Regions from separate parts of the Zea mays genome. Here region 2 is linked to region 1. Evidence: chromatin contacts called from public Hi-C data. All regions are on one chromosome and are shown on one strand. Each heading gives the region's core, a stretch centred on a gene start, on an enhancer-like site or on the middle of the called end of the contact. The rest is flanking DNA. Distances are from core to core; before and after follow the strand shown. Region 1 holds the start of LOC100500712 (cell number regulator 11). Region 2 holds the start of LOC103626627 (probable LRR receptor-like serine/threonine-protein kinase).

What was found. A called contact is a pair of places that touch in the nucleus more often than the background predicts.
Region 2: a Hi-C map of ear shows a contact between it and region 1, with 1.8 times the contacts expected there. The contact joins the promoter of LOC103626627 here to the promoter of LOC100500712 in region 1. A contact is called at or near these places in 2 of 25 Hi-C or Micro-C datasets (both in ear).

What each region holds. Positions count from the first base shown.
Region 1 is chr5:82,219,737-82,226,875 of Zm-B73-REFERENCE-NAM-5.0, forward strand. LOC100500712 (cell number regulator 11) reads right to left here and starts at 3,803. Exons shown (of 4, transcript NM_001397140.1): 1 at 3,227-3,803; 2 at 2,954-3,009; 3 at 2,742-2,813; 4 at 2,392-2,636. The coding sequence starts at 3,336. The coding sequence ends at 2,392. LOC100304423 (exocyst subunit exo70 family protein G1) reads right to left here and starts at 6,760. Exons shown (of 1, transcript NM_001165857.1): 1 at 4,225-6,760. The coding sequence starts at 6,594. The coding sequence ends at 4,582.
Region 2 is chr5:82,737,561-82,744,699 of Zm-B73-REFERENCE-NAM-5.0, forward strand. LOC103626627 (probable LRR receptor-like serine/threonine-protein kinase) reads right to left here and starts at 3,314. Exons shown (of 12, transcript XM_035959084.1): 1 at 3,202-3,314; 2 at 2,565-3,123; 3 at 1,952-2,451; 4 at 1,488-1,629; 5 at 1,269-1,340; 6 at 604-675; 7 at 442-522; 8 at 139-293; 9 at 1-41. The coding sequence starts at 3,280. It overlaps LOC100384439, which reads right to left. Exons shown (of 2, transcript NM_001323015.1): 2 at 6,151-7,085. The coding sequence ends at 6,381.

The DNA.
Region 1 (7,139 bases), core at 2,553-5,052:
ATCAACAAGTTGCATCTTATTTTTTGGAAGTCTATCTCGAAAAAACCATCAAGTTTAGCGTGCTTGGCTTGGAGCAATTTGGGATGAGTGACCGACCGGAAAGTTTTCTCGGGTGCGCATGAGTAAGAATAAAGTGCGCACAAAAGACTCGTGTTGGTCTGTATGGATAATATATGATCCTAGAGTAGGCCCAGGAAAAAAGAACCGGAACCGAGGAACCGAACTGAAATAACTGAGAACCGAAACCGAACTAACCGAGCCGAAGGAACTGTTATGAAATTCGGTTCTGGTTTTTTGAGAACCGAAATAAATGAGATATTTTCGGTTCTGCACTCCAAAGAACCGAAAGTACCAGATTCAATTTGTTACATGTGTTTGTAACTTCGGATGTTGTGTTTATTGACTTGTGTTGAATCTCTAATCATCCATGTATTATCTATGAAATTTTGGGCATTATGCACTTGTGGTTGTTTGTGGGGAGATGCTGTTGAAATTTCTCACAAAAGTTGTCGTTATTCAGAATTTTAGAGTGACTGTTAAAGTTCGGTTAGAACCGAAGAACCGAATCGAAGAACCGAGAACCGAACTAGTCGGTTCTGGTTTCTTTATCTTGCTATTTCGGTTCTAGTTTTTGAAGAACCGAATTTCTACAAGAACCAAGGAACCGAACCGAAGAACCGAACGACCAGTCCTACTAGAGAGCTGATAGGAGTAAGTATTGCATGTCTGGGATTGGACAAGGTGTTACAGAAAAAATAAATCAAACAATGATAACAGAGACAAAAGTTCTAATGATTACAAAGACCGTTTAAAATCTTGAAACAATAGAGATAAATTTTGCAACTATTACAAAGAAAGGTAATTATTTTATAGCCAACTATTATAAATTAAAAAACAAATAGAAGAAAACTGGCACATATATAGAGAAAGGTAAATTTAATAATAAAGATAATGCTTCTGTTGTTGCTTCTAAGAAAGATGGTTCTACTATTGAGATACATTTTGCTTTTGTTAGATGTGCAAATATGGTGATTAATGGATTTTTTAATTAGGTTGTTTCATTTCATATATACATTAATAAAATTTGGTTTGGCGCCTATGATTCTGTCCAAGGTGGAGGTTTTGTTAGATGGGGTGATAACAGTCCACGTGATATTATTGAAATTGAATATGTTCGAATTAAGATGTATGATGACATTGTTAGAACTTTAACCGGTGTGAGGCATACTTTTCTGTATGATGAAATTGAAATTGAAAAAATTATAAAAGATTTGACTTATTCGAAATTGAAACTCACTCAATCTCACGCAATCCACATGGATTGAGATTAAAACGAGCAAGCCCTAATGTTTCCTTAAAAATGTGTTATTATAACTTCCCGGATGTTGCATTTTCTTAGGGCTAGATTAGGAACTCTATTTTTCTAAGAGATTTTTATTTTCCCAAGAAAAAATGAACCAATTTTCTTTGGAAAAATAAAAACCCCTTGAGAAAATGTGGTTTTCCAAACTAGTCCTTACTATGTTTTTGTATTTTAAAGGTTGATGAAGTGATGTCCACTCGAAACGCAAATTCTGTGTTATAACTGAATTAGTTTAATCTGAGAGGTTTAATTTTAACTAAATAACTAGATTTATCTCGTTCTCTTATGACATGCTCCATCCATTCTAAAATATAGTTCTATCTGTCCCAAAACATAGTTCTTTCTAATAATCTTTTTCTATGCACGTTAGAATAAATAATAATAAATATAGATATACATACCAACTTTAAACTATATCCTAAGGTTAATAAATGGATAAAGAATTATATTTTGTGACGGATGGAGCACTATTTTGGAATCTCTCGACTGATAATTAGTGGTCCGTTAGTTTCTTCCCCTCTTTCTCCTCTAACTTGGCAAAAATCTATGGCAAAACATATTATAACTGCTCTTATGTTTATTTAGAAGCTGATCCACTTAATGCATATCTATAGGTATATCTAATCCTTGTTTTGATTGCTTTATTAATTACTGGGTCTCACGTAAGAGGCCGGCAGAGGCTCAAACGCCATGTAATAATCATAAAATCAACGTAAAATAAAGTGAACAATCGATGATTTAAATAAATGGAAACCATAACTATGAGCAATAGGAACTAATGAGACCCAACGAGCTCTAAATAAAGCATCAATAGACAGACCCATATATTTTTATTCAAAATAAAGCGCATATTATATAGAACGATGGAGCTATGCTATCCTAAAAGCACATGGATTGCTTCCTTGGTGGCGTCGTCATCCCATGGAAGCACCCCACCACCTTGTTGCTCCCTTCCCATCCTGCAAATAAAAGGAATATAATGGTTTTGTAGAGGCACGGTGATCATGGAACCATCAAAGGCCGCCTAGTTAAACTGTGGGAAGATGGGGGGGGGAGCTGATACCTTTGGCCATGTGGAAGCCGCGTTTCTGGAGCTCCGTGTACTCCTGGCAGAGCGCGCAGGGGCCGCACCAGAAGTGGACGCAGCAGTCCATGCAGGGGGACTCTCGCAGGCTGTACTGCGACCGCATGGAGGAGCGCTTGGCGCAGCCGTACAGCCACTGCCAGCCTATCGTCGACAGCAGGTAGTACAGTGTGCCACTCATGCAGCACGCTGCAAATATGCAATGCGGGACGGATCGTCAGCCAAAAGGAACAGGAGAGATGGAGACGAGACGAGGGGGGCAGTAGTAGTATGGGAGTGAAGTGGAACGCGTACACGTGGAGCCTCTGTCCACGATCTCCGCGGTGCGGCCGAACGTGACGCAGGGGCACCAGAGCGTCAGGCAACCTGCAACGTGGTCGATCGTCGGCCGGGAGAGAAGGGACGGAGAGCTGAAAAACATGCATCGTAGTACGTACGGGAAGAAGAAGAAGAGAGAGAGAGGAGAGTAGCTTGCTATAGCTAGCAGGTTTGTTTGCACTGCGTACAGGTGTGAAGATCCCCGAAGCAGTCGCAGAGCCCCACGGACCACTCCCCCGGCATGCTGCGAGCTGTTCACGCAGACGCGCGCCGTCAGTTGGTCGGGTTTGGATGCGTTGCGGCGATTAGTTTCTGTATGATCTCGGTGGTTTCAGGCAACGCGACCTTTGGTCCTCTTGGTACCACTATATAGCAGTATCGCTCTAGATAGCAGCAGCCCATCTCAAAACAAAAGGCCTAGTCTTGGCCTATGCCTCTCTCTCTCTCTCTCTCATGGATACATGGATTGATCCGCCAGAGGAGAGAGGGCCTCCATATCGATCCATCCATGCCGACTGGGCACGCTCTGGTTTGAACCATTCCTTCTGAGATCCCCATGCATGATGTCCATGTCCTGGCAACAGTTTAGGATCTTCCAGTTTCTCGGTAACTTTCGTTCCTATATATATTACTCCTGAACGCGCTCAGCAGTGCAGCGTCAATGATTCCAAGTTATTTAGTCCCTTCGATTCATCCTGCATCAATTTTTTTTAAAAGGATCAGAGACACCCAGATGGGTGGGCCAGAGGAAAGAACAAACCGAGCCAAGAATATACAGAGAAAAGAATAAACCTGTTGACTCGGTGAAACAAACAGCATTAGCTCATGCATGACTCACTGAACTGAATTGCGTCCAGTATTCAACAAAACTGTTCCAGAACAAGTCAGACTTGGGTCTACACAAGAGGGGTCATGCAAGAGTTATCTGTTCTGCAATCTTCTTTTCTTTTTTGAACCATATTTTGAATTGCTGAGGGGCCTACCCAACGTGTTTGGGACAAAAGGCTTTGTTGTTGTTGTTGTTGTTGTTGTTGTTGTTTGAATTGCTGAGGGAAAAAAAACATGCAACCAAATTGGTTATGATCAAGCTATTATTCTTTGTTTAAATGTAGTAGTGCAGTTGTATGTTGGGGGCATATATCTGTACCAGTTTACCAAACAAATAGGAAATCCTTACTGAGAGATCCAGGGACTACCATATTGTGAACTGATGGAGAAAAAAAAGAAATTCAACCGCATTTGTTATGATCAAGTTGTACTTTCAGTAAATGTAATGCAATTGTATTGGGGGTACATATCTGCTCTAGTTTACCAAACAAATAGCACATCCTCACTCGCTCGAGGGGTCTAGTTTTTTCCCCCCCCCCATATAATCCATTGCATCTATTAAGCTCGATTCTTGGTACATTAAAAGGTAATGCCCACAGGTCACCTAAAACTAAAATTACAAATCGATTTTACATAACTACACAGCTGATTGAATATCTCCAGATGAATGATTATGGTGCCAGGGACACCAGCAGAAGTACACAACAAGAGAAAATAGCTCAGGAGAATGGTAACATCTCAGACCATGGGTAACTTATGTTCAGGGACACTAACAGGAGCTACGGAACTGATCACCAGCCTCTATTCTCCATGCTAACTAAAGAGTAACTTATGTTCATATGACACTTGACACCACTGCTCCGACCATGGGTCCATTATTCGGTCACCTATCCAGTGCGGGACTCTTTGCTTGACTGGGCCAAATGAATCATTTGCCAATTGCCACATACTATCATATTGATCCAATCTTTGGGTTCTTTAACATAGGCTATTTCACTGCAGAAGCACTCCGATGCAAGCCAGTCATTGCACTGGCAATCTTACCGCTCGAGTGCTTGATCTGGAAGCTCCCAGCCCTCCTGGGCCGGGGCATGTAGAGGGCACTGAGCATCTTCTCCAAACCATCGACAGTGTACCTTACATACTTGCTGGCATTTCCCTCTTGCTCCACAAGTGGCCCATAGTTCTGCATGTAGCTCCGGTAGGTAGGGACGATAGTCTGCACCACAAGATTACATGTCCTCTCCCGCAGATCCTTGTCTGGTATAACCCACGACGATTGCCTGCGATGCATCTCATCAAAGCTCGAATTGAATGTTTTGAGGCGCTGCTTCACCAGGTCCCTTGCAGTGGCCCGGCCCTTGGAGAACAATATTAATCCCTCCCGGTTCAGTAGCGCTGAAAGTGCTCCCCAGCTCTCCCTGATGAACATTGACAAATAGTATTCCTTGTATTGTTCATGCTCTCGCAGCCACACATCACCCAAGACCTCTCCTAGCTTAGTAGCCTTCAGATGCCTGAAGAAATGCCAATGGGTATTCATCATGAAGAGATACGACAGCGTAGCGTTGTCATATGCCTTGGACCAAACATCGAAGTTAGCTTCAAGGGCCTTGACGATGTTTAGCACCGCGTCAACAAGCATCCTGTCATTGAACGCCTCCTTGCGCCAGCTGCGATGGATAGTTAGCGCCTGCCCAAGCACAGGCCTGTATTGCTCACCAAGCAGTCGGTTGCAGTACTCAACGACAAAGGTAACTAAGCGCGGCACGCCTCCATCAACTGGGGGAGGCATGTGCCGCTGCAGCTCCACCTGCACAATCAACTCCTCAAAGATCTCGACGGCGCCGTCTATCAACAACTTGACAAGGTCCCTTGTCTGGCTCTGAATCTCCGCGCACGCTTTGCCACCGAACAACCTGTTGAAGTCCAGTCTCAGCTTATTCAGAGAATCAAACACCTCCAGCAGACGCTGGAGCTTGATGGGGTCCTTCTTGGCATCAGCAACCGCGCGGCCAAACCTCAAGAAGTCAAGAACCCCGGCTTGTGCCGCCACCTCTGCAAAGCACGCGGACGCGACATCCTTATGCTGCCCAAACACCTTGGCACAGAGCTGCCGCTCCGAGTCGAGGAGACGGCGCACCACAAACTCCAAATGCCGCCTCCACAAATCAAGAGCAGGTCCCAATGCCTGCGCGTCCTGAGAAGGGTCGCGCAGGTAGTCGAGGCCGAGAGCACGAAGACTTGCACTGACCACACCCCCGCGCGCATCGATATAAGAGGCCACGCAGCTGTCTTGCCTGCCGTTGGCCACGAGGCGATCGAGGATGAGGGTGAGCTTGTGGACGGCGACGGCAGGCACGCGGGAAGGCGTGGCCGATCCAGCGGCGGCGCCGGTCTGCGGCATCGCGAGCGGCGCGGAGTGGTCGGCGAGGAGGCGGCGGAACTCGGCCTCGAGCATACTGAGGGCGGCTGCCAGGAGCCCGCCGTCGAGGTCGCCGGCGGGGGGTGTCCTGAGCTCGTCGAGCGTGACCCCGAGGTCGGCGAGGAAGCGCTGGTCGGCGAGGTCGCGGTCGCCGAGGTACTCGACGATGTCGGCGAGCCACTGCGCGGCGAGCCCGCAGTTATCGGCGAGGAACCTGTGCGCCTCCTCGAGCTGCGCCAGGACGGCGAGATACCCCGGCAGGTCCCCGGCCGCGCCCGAGCCCGCGGCGCCTGGCGCCAGGAGCGGCGGCTCGAGGCCGTGCACGGCGTCGAACACCTTGAGCACGGCGGCGGCGGGGCTTACGGCGCGGTCGATGTGGGGCCCCGCGGCGGCGAGCTCGGCATGCGGCGCGCGGATTGGGCGCACCGCGGCCTCCAGCGCCAGCAGCGCCGCCTGGATCTCCTCTAGACGGGGCCCCGCGCGGGCCAGCGAGTGGCCCAGAGCGCGCGACTTGTCCACACCGGCACGCAGCGTGCGCCGAGCCGCCGCAACGCGGCCCTCGCCGCCGTGATCCATCCCGGCGGCTGCGCCCTACGCAATGCAGGGCCCCTGGAGCCTCCCTCTCGGGCCCTTCCTCCCCTCTCTCTCCTCTCTTCGTCTCGCTGGAAGCGCTGTGGATTGCTTGCGACCGAAAGAGCAAGGAGAAACTGAGACTGACGGAGGTTCGAGGGGGGTTGGTTGGGATTGGGAACTTGGGAATGGATCGAATCGAAAGGGTGAACCGTGAACGAAAGATGATGACATGCCCTTTTCTTGCATATTTGAAAAGTTATAATAAACACAAGAAAAAAGTGAGGAAATTGCCATTTTTACAAACCCTTTTTAACAAAATCCTTGAGTTTCCGTTGGCATGTTTAGTTCTATGGACTATATATTAGCTCATGCATTTTAGTTCCATTTACTGCTTAAATTGTCAAATAGCGGACCGAATAAGTGGGACTAAACTACTTTAGTCCCTAATCCTCTATTCCTCTAAGGAGTGGCTAAAATAGAAAAATCTATATTGGCTACTGTTGCCGTGTGAGAAGGGTAGTGGCTAGAGATAGTAAAGAACATGTTGA
Region 2 (7,139 bases), core at 2,064-4,563, 520 kb after region 1:
CGTCTCATCTCTCGGAGTTGGATCAACAGCCCGTCTTCTAGCTGCATCATATGCATGAAAAAAAAGGCACTATTAAAAGGAAAGAAATGCAACAGCTTCTAAAAAAAAATATGAGTCCCCTCCATGTTGCTGCATTACCTTGTTCCTTGAGTGCTCGGAGCAGCAGAGCAATGAAGGTAACAGACAAGGCAGTGGCGGCAACTGTTGGGATGATTATCGCGGAGAGAAGTGCGGCCCCATTCAACTTCTTTGGACCCGATCCGTTCCCAGACAAATTTGGGTTGTTACTAAGCCTGGAAGCGTACGTATAAAATGCACGGAATTTGAAGCAGTATAACCGCATCCTCCAGGTATGTTTTATGAACTATTTGAATAAAACAATTTGATTTGAAACAGGGTTGCTCAGTTTGGTAACTAGCATGCCGCCAGTATAAAACATACCTTAGCGATAGAGTCCCATTGTGGGATTTTTGAAGAAGAGTGTAAGGAACTGGTCCACGGAGGTCATTGCTGGAGAGATCCCTACAGAGAAAATTGATGGGCGTATGAGAAGTTTGTTCTACGAAGATTCCAAAACTCGAGCAGATATTTAGTGAGACTTACAGGAACACTAGGAATGGAAGCTGTCCAAGACAATCTGGAATGGAGCCAGACAAGTTATTGTGTGACAAGTCCCTGGTATATGTAACAGTTCTTGTAAGAAATAGCTCGAATGTTTCAGTGGTACTATTTGTCAGCTTAATTTCATGTCCGAGTTCAGGAAATAAAAGGCTAAAGCAGTCATAACAAACAGGCTTCGTGTCCTATCCAAAGGCGCATATTTCGCATCATGAGTTTTCTTTCAAAAATGTAGTTTTCAGAGGACGGTGGAGGGCTATCTCTGGCAGCTCTCCTATCTCATTTCCTATTTAAACTCTATTTTGCGAATAGTTTCATCTAAAGTGTAAAATAAATGTACGATATGTTGGACACAGCCTAAGAAAGGTAGAACAATGAGACATTTGAAAGAGAACATATATTTCACATGAAATTCAACAAATTTACTGCAAGATGCATCTTGTTAATCAGTTCTACTATAGTAGACAGTGCAGAAATCACTATACATATATACAAGAGAGAAAATAGGTAAACATACAAGTAAACAAGCAGAGGGGAGGAAATGAACGAGATAGAGTTAATCTGGAACTTGCAAGTAGTACCAAAACAAAAAAAGGCCAGATCACATTTCAATGTCAAAAGTAAGATATTGTTGGGAAAAGAAATCCTACAGGTATTGGAGTGCTTTCAGATCTCCAAAATAGGTAGTGATGGGACCTGTCAACCCACTTGAAGACAAGTTTCTGCCAAAAAACAATGAGAAACGCAGAACAGTTAGCTTCACTTGCTGTATCCAGCTTGAGAGTTCAAATTGAAACTTATTTACAATGCTATAACGATTCTTTTTTCATTATTATTTCTTTAGCCCTTCAAATATGTCTGAAACATACAATGCTGTTATTCTTGGAGTACCAGTTGGAGGATCAGTAGTACAGTCCAGTCCTTCCCATGCAAAAGCCTTTGGAGCACATGGATCACCCATCCAGTTTTTGCTCACAACATAAGCTTCTTGGATTGCGATCATGGCTTTAGCTGGTACGACCGAAAAAACAAGAAAAGTAGGTACATAGATACACAAGCTGTTAGCCTGTTACCAAGATAGAAATACATCTAAAACATGATATAACTAACACAAATGCAGTGATATGTGTGTGTTGTAACTCTAGCTCTCTTCTTCTATATTAATGCAATGATACGTATGTGTTTGTTAAAGAAAACGAATGCGAAACAATTAGTTTTACCACTTCTCATGCTTTACAAATTGCAAGGAAACCTCCTAACACCGATACGGTTAGTAACTACAGAAAACTCACAAAAAAAAAGAGTTGATGTACATAGTTAATTAAACTCATACCATCTCCAGGGTCGGTTGCAGCTTCATCCACCGGCCTCACCAAGTACACCTCCATGGCGTTGAGAAGAGGCGGGAGCGTCGCGTTCCTCGTCGCAGTAAGCGAGACGCTATGCCTCGCCTGCCCCTGCACCGTGCCGGAGAAGGAGTCGGCGAAGAGGTACGGCGGAGAGTAAGGTTCCCTGTTCCACGCGGTGCCGTCGACGGCGATGTCGAACTGCCGCCGCAGCTCGCCGCTCGCCGACACGCGCTGCAGCTCGGCGAAGTAGAGGACGAGGAGGTACGTGGCGCTGCTGGCGTCCACGGAGCGGTCGTCGGACGTGTCCCACGAGAAACTGAGCACCGAGCCGTCGGATGGCGTCGCGGCGCTCTGCATGACGGCGGACGGCGCGTCGTAGGGGTCGGCGAGGTAGTTCCGGACGACGGACGTGGCGGACGCCTCGGTCCAGGCCGGGACGGCGCCGTACGCCAGCCAGATCCGGTCGTGGGGGTCCAGCGGGTACCTGCTTGTTGGGCCAGAGAAATGTGCTTTGGTTGGGCTTGTGTAGTATAGGAGTACAGTTCATTCAGTTATTAACAGTAAAAAGATTTCACTTTAAAAAAAAAACTCACTCACCGAACCACAGACTTGTCCGTGGGTCCCACGTTGCACCGGTTGGCGTTGACCATGACAAGGGACTGGCTAGCGTTCGCCTCCGGGTAAAGAGTGCTCCGCAGCGGCCTGAGGTCCAGGCCGGAGATGAACGGGGTGCCGGTGCCCTTGTTCACCAGGCAGACCTGCAGGAAGTCGGTGGGAGCCACGGCCACGACGTCCATCCAGTTGATCGCGGCCGCGTCCCTGAACCTGACCTCGTGCCAGAGGCTCGCGCCCAGGTACAGGTCGAAGACGGGCGGCGTGCTCAGGCCGTCGTAGTCCGCGTAGTAGAAGGCGGCGCGGACGAGGTACTTGTTCCCGGCGACCAGGGAGGGGAGGGTGTAGCAGTTCCGAACGCCGGACGCGAAGGCGCGGACGGTGTAGTAGCGCTGCGCGAGGGACGGGCTGATGTAGCCGGCGGAGATGTTGCGGTTCTCGCCGGAGGTGACGAAGCCGCGGTCGGAGACGTAGAGTATGGTGGAGGTGAGGTCCTGGTACGTGGAGTTCTCCGGGATGCCGCAGTCGATGCTTATGAAACCTGCTGGAAGGGCAAGTGTGTAGTAGGTCAGTCAGAGAAGAAGCTAGCTAGTTGGTGCAGAGTCTGGAGAATGGAAAGCACCTCGGCTATCTGGCTGGCCGCTGCTGGTGCAGTACTGCAACAAGATGGAGAAGAAGAGAACAGCAGCACTCAGCTTCATGCTTTCTGTCCAAACTTCGTTGTGAGCACAGAACTTAAAGGGAGACCTTGTGCGTGTGTGTGTGAGAGAGAGAGAGTATATATACGTACAACGGTACACGTACGGACGTACCTATGCATGCGTAGCTTACTCCGACGCAATTGTGGACAGGAAAGTCAACGTCCGATCAGGAACTAAAAATCAGGTATTGTCCAATTAAAAAAAAGATCTTGCCATGCTACATGCCCCACGCCAAAAGGTGACGAGATCGACAAGTACGTCATCATTGCAACGCCTACGTGTACCTATGCTATGCATGCGTGCGTGTATGCTATGCATGAGCACAGAACTTAAAGGGAGACCTTGTGCGTGCGTGTATGTCGTGTGTGTGAGAGAGTATATATACGTACACGTACGGACGTACCTATGCTATGCATGCGTAGCTTACTCCTCCGACGCAATTGTGGACAGGAAAGTCAACGTCCGATCAGGAATTAAAAGTCAGGTATTGTCCAATTAAAAAAAGATCTTGTCATGCTACAAAAGGTGACGAGATCGACAAGTTCGTCATCATTGCAACGCGTACATTTGATTCTCTGCCTCTTGTGGCGATGCCACGATGGTCAAAATCTCTCTGTCTCTCATGGTGGTCAACAGAATGCATGTAATGTCACTTGATTTAGCTTTTTTTTAGAAGTTTTTCTAAAAATCTGACTGTAGAGAAAATCTAAGTATCGTGGAGATTAAATATAGAGGAAAGATAAAAAAAACTCTATAGAGTTTAGCATGTAGAAAAGTGACGGTTTGTTACTATCTCAATGACTCAGTTGATTCTGTGTTCACGTAGATTTTGAATGTTTTGACTAAAGTTATTTTATAAAACTGCGTGAAAAACTAAGTGTTTGGTAGGCTACTGTGGTCAGAAGCTAGAAAAAGTTAAAACAAACATGGGCTATAGCTGGCGTGGCGCAGCTCACGTCTTGTGGACTGAGACCGACCCCCGGGCTTGGGTGAGGGAATATACGTCAAGATAGTGTTTGTCAGGAATGGAACAAAAGACCCTTCTGGAGTCAAGAGAGTTAATCCCATTTTCGACTGAAGGACGCAGCTAATAATTGTGTGTGTAGCTTCAGTGTGCATCTTAATGACTGTTGTTTGTAATCTTGTGAAGCTGTGGTGAATAACTTGATCACTACACCCTTCAACAACCTATTGATTGAGTATAAGGTGGTGTTTGGTTCTGAAGTATGGTGTGATAGAGCCGCTTTACTGCTAATTTGTTGTTGTTTAGACTAATTCTATATAGGATGAAATGACTCCTAAAAAGAAATATATTTTGCTTGCACGATGATGAATCATTCTGTTCCCGCAAATTCTTTTGGACTGAGCCGCTCCATCCCAACATTGGGGGCTCCAGAACCAAATACTACCTAAAATGTCCAAACTAGAGATTACTAAACGGGCCGCCCGTCTCGGGCCCGGTGAAGCCCGGCCCGTTTTGGGCCTGACCCGCTAGGGAAGGTTACAAAACCGAGCCGGGTCGTCTAAGCACACATGCTCGTTCCCCTGTCCGAGCCCGGCCTGTTGCGGGCCTAAACGGGCCGCCCCAATCCGTTTAGCATGGAAAAAGCGGGCCAAAACAGTCTAAATGGGTCGATAAGCACGATTTAGTGCATAAAAAGCGGGCTTGACAGGGTTAGAGATAAACGGACCGTGCCGGACTAGCCCACCGTGTTTAGTTTCCTGTCCGGGTCCAGCCCGCTTATTCGTGCCGGGCTAGCCCGGATCCGTATAAAAGCGAGCCGGACCAGACTCGTACCGGGCCAAAAAAACATGTTGTGTGCTTTCTGTACATCTATAGTCCAAATAGGCGACTTGTTTCTCGCTGACTTGACTACCACCTTAATTATGTTCTCGGATAAAATAGACCAATCATAAACAGTAGGTTTATCGCTGACATAGCTATTAAGCAGCATTTTGCATCGGTTATCACGATACTAAGCCCCGAAAATATTCTACACACCAACATGCTCTTTACCAACTACTTTCGAGTTTCGACAGCGAATGGAACGGAGACCCTGACTGACATGGAGATCCTACTCTACCAGCTCAGCTGTAGCCAAAACGAAGACGCTGCGCCTGCGCGACCTGGGAGAGGGAGACCCCCGAGGTCGGCACGCACGCACGCACGATCCGATTCTCCCCGACGACGTCACGCTAACGCTGAGGGCGAGGCCGGCCGGCTGCCACACGCACAACAGCCAGTGGCCGGCAGCAACCAAACGGGGCAGCTTTCCTCTCCTTGATGAGACCTTGACCTCACTCGGTCGTGGTCCTCACTCCTCCTCAGTGCGCATGTCGGCGCGCACTACAGCCCACGAGTGAGCCGCCACGCAAGGCACTGGCCCCGCGGCCCCCGGCACGCGTGGTCAAGGTCATAGCGCGGCCGAGGAAGTCGCCCCTCGATCGCTCGCGGCGTCAAGCTGGCGAACGTCGACGCGCATTGCCTCCGGTGCGGCGGTGCCGGTTGCGCAACTAGCCCGACTCCGTCGTCGAGCAGCTCAGGCAGCGCCGCAGCCCAAGGCCAGGGAAAGCGGCGACGGCGGTGGTGCGGCATTCCGTCGAACTCCTGTCCTGTAGAGCGCAACGGTTGTCCCGACGCGGGCTTCCACACACAGAGCCTCGACTCTCGAGCCCTCCACGGCTCCACCCCATCTCTGGGCCAGCCCATGTATATTGGGCTGTTGCCCGACGCGGGCTTCCGTAGGGGCCGGACTATAGCCTATAGCTAGGCCTGTTGGTTCTGGATGACGCGTCCTATATTAACTTTTTTTTATTACCTTTCACAAAAAAAATTACCATTTTTATTTTGTCAAAAAAACATATTTGTTGAGCCAAATAACAGATCGAGTTCATTTTTGAAATTTACATCCTTCTTTTCGATTCTTTTGTTATGTGCAAAGACATGAAACAAATATGGTAGTATCTAGGAATCAACAAAAAGAATCATGTATACATCCAGCCTAAACGATCAATATCACTTTTTTTAATCCTTTTTGAAAAGTTTATTTCGCACCACCACTTGTCGCTGGGAACCTTTCAAGGAAAACGACCTCTCCTATCAAAGATCCTCCGCCGGCGCCGGCGCCGGGCGTGGCGACTGCCCCTCCAGCTGCATGAGCCTGGAGAAGACCCCGACCATGGGCGCCGTGTTGTACGTGCAGGCCTCAGTCTGCATGTACGCGCCGCGGTGGTCGTTGAAGACGTCCTCGCCGTTGGGCCCGCCGACGACGGCGCCGACGAGGTCGTGCGGGTTCTCCTGCCGCGCGCTGTACCACGAGTCGAACCCCTGCAGGCAGCCGATGAAGTCCCGGTCGTGCCGGTACGACGCGCTCGACGCCGCGCGGTGGTGCACCCGCCGCGGGTACGCCGCGCCGTATCCGACCAGGTAGCTGGTGCGCATCGGGTTCGTGCCCAGGATGTAGTCGGCCTGGGACTTGGCGAAAGCCAGCACGTCGCCCGCGTCGCCGGCGGCGGGTTCGCCACCGTCGTCGCCGGAGCCGCAGCGTAGGGGCTGGCCCAGCGAGGCGAGGACGTCCGAGTAGACGGTGAGGAGGAAGGCGGCGCCGGAGACGTACTGCAGGTTGTTCCATGGCCGGATGAAGAGCAGCCCCGCCGGGGTGCGTCCGGCGTTGTGCTTCGCGCCGCCGGGGTTCCGGTTCATGCACGAGCACACGTAGTACTCCGCGTTGGACCGCAGCTGCTCCACCACCGCCACCTCCTCCGCGCTCAGCCGCAGCCGCTCCTCCTTGGCCTCCACCAGCAGCTGCAAACACAGCGAAATCAGCAGCTGTTGAGAATAGAAAAAAAAAAAACGCTC